Regions from separate parts of the Mus musculus genome. Here all the other regions are linked to region 3. A link is a contact called in public HiChIP or PLAC-seq data. All regions are on one chromosome and are shown on one strand. Each heading gives the region's core, a stretch centred on a gene start, on an enhancer-like site or on the middle of the called end of the contact. The rest is flanking DNA. Distances are from core to core; before and after follow the strand shown.

The links. HiChIP or PLAC-seq counts read pairs in DNA pulled down with a chosen protein or histone mark.
Region 1: a contact with region 3 is called in an HNF4G HiChIP or PLAC-seq map of pancreatic cancer cells. The contact joins two enhancer-like sites. A contact is called at or near these places in 7 of 39 promoter capture datasets (3T3-L1-derived adipocytes, the C10 cell line, the HPC-7 cell line and 3 more), 1 of 484 Hi-C or Micro-C datasets (bone marrow-derived macrophages) and 2 of 115 datasets of contacts at active chromatin or transcription factors (bone marrow-derived macrophages and pancreatic cancer cells).
Region 2: a FOXA1 HiChIP or PLAC-seq map of pancreatic cancer cells shows a contact between it and region 3. The contact joins two enhancer-like sites. A contact is called at or near these places in 14 of 39 promoter capture datasets (the 3T3-L1 cell line, 3T3-L1-derived adipocytes, the HPC-7 cell line and 10 more), 2 of 15 datasets of contacts at CTCF or cohesin (the NIH/3T3 cell line and large pre-B cells), 2 of 484 Hi-C or Micro-C datasets (the HPC-7 cell line and bone marrow-derived macrophages) and 1 of 115 datasets of contacts at active chromatin or transcription factors (pancreatic cancer cells).

Annotation. Positions count from the first base shown.
Region 1 is chr6:146,184,175-146,187,058 of GRCm38.p6, reverse strand. All of the region lies in intron 48 of Itpr2 (inositol 1,4,5-triphosphate receptor 2), which reads left to right. The region is part of intron 4 of Gm35768 (a long non-coding RNA gene); the gene reads right to left. Among named protein-coding and RNA genes, the nearest start is that of Gm35707, 12 kb to the left of the region's middle. Within about 2 kb of position 1,303, at least 44 of the 459 cell types and tissues checked have an H3K27ac peak or open chromatin away from gene starts, as enhancers often do. A contact at or near this core is called in bone marrow-derived macrophages and pancreatic cancer cells, where this site is marked.
Region 2 is chr6:146,269,945-146,272,685 of GRCm38.p6, reverse strand. All of the region lies in intron 37 of Itpr2 (inositol 1,4,5-triphosphate receptor 2), which reads left to right. Among named protein-coding and RNA genes, the nearest start is that of Gm35596, 52 kb to the right of the region's middle. Within about 2 kb of position 1,360, at least 182 of the 459 cell types and tissues checked have an H3K27ac peak or open chromatin away from gene starts, as enhancers often do. A contact at or near this core is called in the HPC-7 cell line, bone marrow-derived macrophages, hematopoietic stem and progenitor cells and 1 more, where this site is marked.
Region 3 is chr6:145,881,501-145,884,501 of GRCm38.p6, reverse strand. No RefSeq gene overlaps it. Among named protein-coding and RNA genes, the nearest start is that of Bhlhe41, 18 kb to the right of the region's middle. Within about 2 kb of position 1,336, at least 64 of the 459 cell types and tissues checked have an H3K27ac peak or open chromatin away from gene starts, as enhancers often do. A contact at or near this core is called in the HPC-7 cell line, bone marrow-derived macrophages, hematopoietic stem and progenitor cells and 1 more, where this site is marked.

The sequences.
Region 1 (2,884 bases), core at 54-2,553, 300 kb before region 3:
GTAAGCATACCCACAAAATACATGTTTTGATTCTATAATACTGTACATTTATAACACTAATAATCTCATCCTTAGAAACACACAGCCTACAATATACTGAAATGGTGGACAATGAAGGATATTGACTATGAAATTGGTATCATTAATCTGGTAGTGCATGAGCTTTTACAAAAGCAAAGACAGGAATTTGAAGTGAAGCATGAAATTCCATAAGAATTGGGTGGGGTTTTTGAATATTGTTCAGGTTTAGCAAATTGCTTGAGAACAATCTGTTACAGGTATGAGGTACAACCTGGAGAGTAACTTTGGAATGGGTAGAAGAATGGGTGGGAGGCAAACATGAGAGAAATAAGCAAATAATAGCTTTGGAGTGACCCTGGGGCACATAGGGTTGGTGAGATGCTGTCAGCAGAGCATTAGCAGTTCCTGACTGTTGGACCAAGAGTGGTTGTTAGAAGGTGAATACTGTCACTGCCATCCTGAGGGAGACATGAGAGATGGTACCATAACAGCAACAGCTATGTAAGCAAATCTCAGAGGAACTGGAGACAATGAGGAGAGATGGGAGCCCAAGAACAACTGACCGTTTTCCAGTCTTTGTCAGATCCCATGGGCATCAAAGCCTTCATCTTAGCTGCAGTTTGAGCTGGCATAGTTGAGCTTGTTGTGTTTCTGAGTGCACAGCAGGGATGGGGGAATTGTGAACAGTAGAGCAGGCAAGTCACTGCATAGCAGGAGAACGGCAACGAATGCATGCATCCATCATGTGGGCAGAAGTGGGGATGCCTTTCTCTCCCCTTGATCTGGTCTTACTTTGGTGATGAGCTCTTAGTACAGAGGATCACAGATCTTGAGGGTAAGAACCCATCACAAAATGATCAGTTACTATCTCCTGTGCTCAGACCACTGAGGTTACATGGCAGAGCCCCAGTAAAGAGAAATACAGTCTTTAAGATGGAGACAGACCTGGACATCATCTAATATCAACCTTTCATTTGACATACAGAGCCATGAAAACCCAGTGAAGACCTTCAGCCCCTAAAAGAAGCAGATATAACAAACATGAGGCTGGAAGACACAGATCCCTAGGCCATGTAGAGCCTGGTTACTGGGAACAAGTGTAAACATCACTCTTGAAAAAGATTTTTGAGTCAATAATAGTAGCAAGATGGAGGCTCAGTCCTAGGATGCCAGAGTGTGGGTGCTTCTTAGGGAAGGCAGAGCATACACATAGGGCACCATAAAACCCCATGATGAGTCTGAGTCACATGACTACAGTCTGTGTGAGTCAGCTCATGACAACTTTATGACTAAGGTTAAAGTCTTGATCAAAGTCACCACAACCTCTAAGTCTTGACCACACACTGCATATATGGGCAGAGTGGGCAGATATGCGTGGCCACATTGTGCAGAAGAAAACTGCTGTGTGCTGGTGACAGTTCTTGATGCTGGAGTTTTTCAAACAGGCTAAGCACCTGTTCTTTAGGCTTAATTCAAAACTGTGTAAAGACAGGGCGAATGTAAATCAAAGTTCTCCTAGTAAGTGCCTTGGAGTGATGGGGGCAGACAACACGATAGGCTCCAACTGGAAAGGACTTCAGCAGACAGATCTGAGAACGTTTTGAAAAAAAAAAGATCGACAGTCGTATACTATAAAGCATAGAATAAAACCAACCTGGGGTCTGTATGAATAGGGAAAAGATGATGTTCTTTTTGCTACTGTCCCAGTTAAGAAAGTTGAAGAGTGATAGAAATTGTATGTCACCGTTTGGCTAGTCATAATACTCAATGAATGCTCAAAACAAGGGGTGACTATGAAGAAAAAACACAAGAGCGTTGTACTTTAAGAATCTGCCCGTGATATTCTTAAGCAGTAACAATGGGGAGAGGAGTAACTGTAAAACAGAGAAACCACTCAACAATCGTGAGTGATACCCAGGGAAGGCAATCGTGAAAGCACCCAGCAAATTCAGGTCAGACAGACGTCTGTTAACGTGGGCTGTACTGTCCACCCCTACTACAATCTGCTTCAGAGTCACCGAGCCATCATGGCAAGGGGCCAGCAGAGGCAGGTTGCTTTCCTCCTCCAGACATAGTGAATGGTGAGGTGTCAACCATGCTCTCGGAAGCAACTCAGGCTCAACTGTCTCGTACACACGTGGGTTACCATGTTGGAGAACAACATCCTTCAATCATGAGGATGGTGTGCAGTGACTCAAGGAAGATGTTTCAGGGGAGATGTTGCTCAGATGACCACCCTGAGAGACACCATCCACGTCTACTGGAGCTTTAACTGCTAGGCTTCTGTGGAATTTGTTTATGCTAGGGATGGTTCCGGCCATGCCAACTGAATTGTCCTGGCAAAGTAGTCAGTGTTTTTTTTTTTTTTAATCCCAAGATAAACAAGATTTTTAAACCTAGAGGGAGTTCTTCTTTCCTCCCCACATTTTGAATGTACTTCTTCCTCACAAGCATGTTTGCTGAGGAAAATAAGGTTCTTCAAGGTGATTTCAACTCCCTCAGTTTCACAAGTGTTGTTGGGTACCACTGTGCAGTCGGCATAATGCTAGGCTGAGAGACCCTAAGATTAGTAAAGCTGTTTTACCTCAGAGATCTCAAGGTCTAGTTAAAGGACCAAGAGATGAGAAAGACGCAAGACCAATGATGACCAGTGGATTTATGGATGGATGTTGACTTGATCTGGACCTGGGTGTAGGAAGCAGGAGTCTAATGAGCCTGCCCAGGAAGCAGAGGGTTGGGGAGAGCCTAGAGTAAGAAGCAGCCATGCTGGACAGGAAGCCACAGACAAATCATCATGAGACCAAGCTGAGTTCCAAGATGACTGACATTGAATTTTCTTTTATAAAGGACCAACTTCTTACTT
Region 2 (2,741 bases), core at 111-2,610, 390 kb before region 3:
AGGCTGGATTAAGCTTAGGTTTGAACCAGGCTTACTTGCCTATCTTGTCAGGCCTGGATTCATTTTTTAAGCATAAATTATTTGCACAAACTAATAGCATTATTTGTGACATACTTCTGAGTGTCTATAACATATTTTGGTTGCTCCAACTTCAACACCTGTGTATATGGCCTCCCTGCCTCCTTAGATGTCAGTGGGCAGACCATAGAGCAGGGCTACAATTGAGATGCAATATCACAAGTTACCAGTAGGCGTCACTGTTCCATAAATGATGTCTCTTGGAGTAGCTGAGTACAAACCTTTAAATTATATAAATGTTTTCATTTCTTCTCATTGATACTTTGAATTCTCACTATATAATTTTAAATATTCAAGCCAGGTGAGATCAAAACTGTTTCTACCTAAATCTAGTTCAGGTTTTATTCAGAATTCTAGTCATTGGTGTTATTTTAAACAACTCTTCCCCTGTTTAATTTTAGCTACTGTAATATTAAATCGCTTCCTTCGGTATTACTTTGGTATTTAATAAAGACATAGGTGCATCTTGGAATCCTGAAAAACACATGTTTGTCACTTCTTCTGTGTGTTTGTGGGTAGTCTCTGCTTTCTCTTCATGTGTCAAGTTCATACCATCGCAGGTTGCCTGCCAAGCTCTTGTTTTTGAAAATAGCAGGCACACATTGATTGCTTTATACCTGGGTTCAGGATCTTTGTATGTAGATAGACTTTTTTTTTAGAATGAGAATTCGAATACAGAAAAGGATAGGTGTCCATTTGGCATTCAGTGCTTTTTCACTAGGGCCCAGCATTAGCATAAGAGAAGGCCTGGGGGTGCGTAGATGCTCAGTCACATTCACCACACTCATGTGAGCTCAGCGTTAACAGAGTAGCATCACCAGGAAACTAGATATACTCATGATATCTCATGATAGTGCGTGTTCTGTCCAAGCGCTGGGAACAAACCATGTGTGTCTGGAGTTAGTTGTTCCTTGGGGCTCACATTTGGAGAAACACTTATGATTGACAATTGGTTATACTTACTATAACATCTTAAATAAATTATCCCAATGTAGCCACAATCTAAAAGTTTATTTGAAAGGGCAGGGGGAGAGTTGTACAGTGTACATTTGACACCTGCTTTTGCTGTGGCTTGTGGTGACTTCTGTCCTGATATGATCTGTATACAGTGTGATCACTTTTAAAAAAGACCTCTCCCTACTGGTAGGCAGGAAACCGTGTCTTGTGTTCACTGCCAAGAAAGTCCCCAGGCACATGACAACACATGTGTACACTGCATATCAGAGCTGCAGGGTGTGGTTGGAGGAGACACGGACGGCTGAGCCACTGAGGCGGCTCTGCCAGCAGCAGCCTGTGGTTATGTAACTCCTGCAGTGTCTGGCGCTGTGCTTCACTGGAGACAAGTCACGTGCTGTGCAATGCCATTGCCTGAAATTCAGTTGCTCTGAAGGATCCGTGAGTCTGCGTGAGAGAAGCTTTGGCCGCTCTGTACTAGAAAGCAGATGTTGATCGGCTGCACATAACTGATGAGTGTGCACACTAATTCCAGCAAGGACATTTGCTGTCTGTCTGTCTGTATCTCATTATGCTCCTGAAGAGAGAAAATTAAGTATTATGTAATACGGACAAATAATGAAGTGGAGGGAAGCAACTCAGTCCTCCTCACTAGAAAAACTTGTCCCACATCACTTAAAAATATTTTTATGATGATTCAGCAATTAATGCAACAACAACAACAACTATTCCTACTACTACTACAAAAGTAACATACTGGACATTATTTTTGGGAATTTGTGTAGGTAGCAACCAGTATTTTCCCCCAATGCGTGGTCTATGAAGGAAAAAGGAAATTTGCAAATTTTAAGGAACATTAGTGAGAAAAAATTAAATTATGAGTTCAAGTGGACTTTTCTTTTTAAAAGATTTTTATTTTATCTTTGTTTGTGTATGTGCATCTGCATATGCAGGTATCCACATGGGCCGTGGAGGGTGCCAGACCCTTGGGGCCTTTGTCCTTGTGGGGCCATCTTTCCGGCTCTTCAGATAACCTAGAAGGTTATCTGAAGTTAGAAACTTTGGGCAGATTTTACTTTCTTTGTGAGAGTTGTGGAATTGGGACCAGTCAGAAATTCACCCTTATTATATGGCTGAGACTTCAGATTGCATCTCTCAGAAGGAGATCTGGAGTCTGCAGGAAGGCAGCGGTCGGTCGGTGTAGGGAGAGAGGCTGAGGGTTCATTTATCTTCCCTGGGGCCTCACAGAGAACCCAGAATACAGCCAACTTGGGCTCAGCTCTCCTGACCGCCTCTGGCTTCCTGCCTGCAGGATTTCAGCAGTCAGACCGATGCTAATGGCTGTGAGTAGAAATCAAAGGCCCTGAAGCCCAGACTCAGTCCACTCTGCTGTGTCAACAGGGATTAGCTGTTCAGTTCTGTGATTTTGGGTAGGTTCCTCTTAAACTGTAACAAAACCAATGTTGTTCATTTTTTTCCCTCTTGCAAAAGGTCTTTTTATTTTTCTCTTATTCGTTAAAACCTCCGGATGGGAGTTTGTTGAAATCCCCATTTTTATTCCAACCTTATCGTACATATGTGGATTCTGCGTGTTGTTTTCTAACACACTCAAAATGAGATTATAACAATCAGCTCTTTCATAGATGATCTGACTTAGGCGGGACATTCGACACACGTGTGTGATTTACTTTCCTGTCAGCAGAATGCAT
Region 3 (3,001 bases), core at 87-2,586:
GTATCTTCCTGCCTTTGTCTCTTCACAGCCTCTATGCTACATATTGTTTTTTTATTTTTGTTACAAGATTTCTTGACTGAACCAGTGCTCAAGCATTACTGCTTCCAGAAACCTTCAGAATTAAGACACCCCCCTCCACCCCAACAGCCACTTGTTACTTTGTTTTGTTTGTTTTTGTTGACATGGGTCTCCTGTAGCTAAGACTGGCCCTGAACACCTGATCCCTTTGCCTGTATCTCCCAAGTACTGGGATAACAAGAGTGTACCCCCACAACATGTACTGTAAATTTACTTCAAGTTTTAGGAGCACCCTAAGAAAGACAGTTAAACCCTTCCAGCCTGAGATCCTTGCTCTGTGCTCTTGGTTGCATGGTAAAGCCTGGAAGTTTTAGTCTTACACTTGGAAGTTTTATTCTTACAAACCATTTAGATTTATAAGGTTGTAACTAAAACTATGCCTTTGAATACAAATTTTTGGTCAAATCCTAAAAGGTTTACACTTACTGAGAAGTCGATTTAACATTCATCACACCTTTCTGTGGCTGGTAACTTCCCTGACCATGTGGTGGAAACGGAACCTTCATACACTTCTGGCAAGAATGCAGTGGGGGCTGAAGCCCTTTCGCAAAGCTGTCTGTCCCTCAGTTACTATGTAACTAGCATCTGCCCCAGCCCACATCCTAGAGAACTGAAAGCAAGTGCACACAGCCTCATGCCTGGTGCTCAGAATGTCATTCATGAGCGCTCAAAAGAACATGCCCTGGCTAGCAAACACAGAAGTGGATGCTCACAGTCAGCTAATGGATGGATCACAGGGCTCCCAATGGAGGAGCTAGAGAAAGTACCCAAGGAGCTAAAGGGATCTGCAACCCTATAGGTGGAACAACATTATGAACTAACCAGTACCCCGGAGCTCTTGACTCTAGCTGCATATGTATCAAAAGATGGCCTAGTCGGCCATCACTGGAAAGAGAGGCCCATTGGACACGCAAACTTTATATGCCCCAGTACAGGGGAACGCCAGGGCCAAAAAGGGGGAGTGGGTGGGTAGGGGAGTGGGGGTGGGTGGGTATGGGGGACTTTTGATATAGCATTGGAAATGTAAATGAGCTAAATACCTAATAAAAAATGAAAAAAAAAAAAAAAAAGAACATGCCCTGGATTCTATCAACTGCTAAGTGGGCAAATAAAAGTGCCATAGTCATGCAATGCAATGTGGTTTAGCAGTAAAAAAAAAAAAACTAGTAAAATATTGTATGCTATTGCAAGGATTAACCCTGAAAACAGGAAATGAACTCAACTGTAGAGAGCAATGACTCACATGGTTCTGTGCACATGAGATATCCAAATGGGTAACTCCACAGAAACAGAGAGTAGGTGGGTCACTAAAAGTTACACCAGTATACATTAGCTGAAACGATAGATGAAAGTGTCTTGGTGTGGTGCTACAGAAGTGATTATCTGTGAATGACCCTCTTCCTCAGCCTTCCAAGTATGGGATCCCAGGTTCACAGCAGCACATCTGGCTCTAAGACGTAGTTTTAGTGAGTATTTAGACTATTAGTAGCATACCCATTCAAATTTGATAATATATTAATATATGATCACAGAGTAAAAATTTAGTCATGTAGAAATTAAAAGCTACTCCACCACAAACAGTAGCCCCATTCTGTGAGGTCATCTAGTCTTTCTACAAATATTTACTGGGCTCCGGTCTGTCTTCAAGAGTCAGGAGTCAATAAGGCTCGCTTCCGTCTGCTCCTGCTTTGTGTTGCTACAGAACAGGGGAAACACCTCTGTGCTTGAGACACTACACAGGAGGAGAGCTACATTTCAGAGGTCCTGGGTCTCAATGCCACAGGGCCAATGAGAGAGAATAAAGCCCATCTCTCACCTCACAAGAAGGATCACTGTGGCCTCGGTGGTGTAGCTCCCCTAGTTTAGCTGCTGGGAGCTCTTGGGTTTCTTTTGTTCTGTTGGTTTCAGTTGTTCCTGCCTCAGAGCCTGGAGGCCTAGGCTGATCTTCACGCAGTCTCAGCCTCCAGGTGACAATATTACCCTCATTCAACATTTGTCCAAATCAGAGAATTGTGCTGTAAAGTCCATTCAATATCATACCCTGCATTTCACAAGCCAGCACTCCAGGTGTTTCTAACTCTTGTAGCTGATGACGATCAGGTAAATTCCACACCAAGCCAAGGAAGTGTCTCTTCTGCTTCCTCCCTGCCTGTAATCCCCCACCTCCACTTTCACTGATACATTGTTGGTAGAGAGTCTCTTGCAAGTATTTACACTATGAAAATTGGCAGAAACTTCAGGGGTTGGTTTTCTTGGTTATTAGGCCAGAGAAATCATGTGTCATGTTGATTGTACTTAGCACTGTGTCGCATCGGAACTTTGCATTGTGAGTAACACACAAGAAAGCAGAAAAACCATTTCCCATTGTGTGAGAGTTGTTACTAATTGCTCCTGTATTTAACAAATGACTAAGGTTATTTTAAAAAGTCTTTTCTCCGTAGTACTTTCACCTTAATCACTAAAATAAACAAAAGTCTCAACCAACTTTCATGTTGGAATTACATTTATGAATTAATTGCAACTGTAGGCTGGCAAAGGATACAGGGTCAGCAGAAATCAATAAAACCATTCACTGAGAATTAATCAGCTTCATGGAATTTATGTGAGCAATGCATATTTTATTATTGCACATCACTGTATGTGTTTTCTACACATCTTTCAGACTGCACATACAGACATGCTTTTCCCTGAGGTCCAGTTAAACATTCACTACCACACCACTACTTCCATCTAACCCTGACTACTACATGCATGGCATTGTAATGCACCATTAAAGTTATGGTGCTGCCATTTACTCACGAGAAGTAGATAGAACATTCACAACAAATTCAAGACCACTATTCTTAAGCTTTGATATGTTATACTATTTGGTTTCCAGTAAAATTCAAATAAGTCTGACAGATAAGAGTTGAAAGGAGACTAG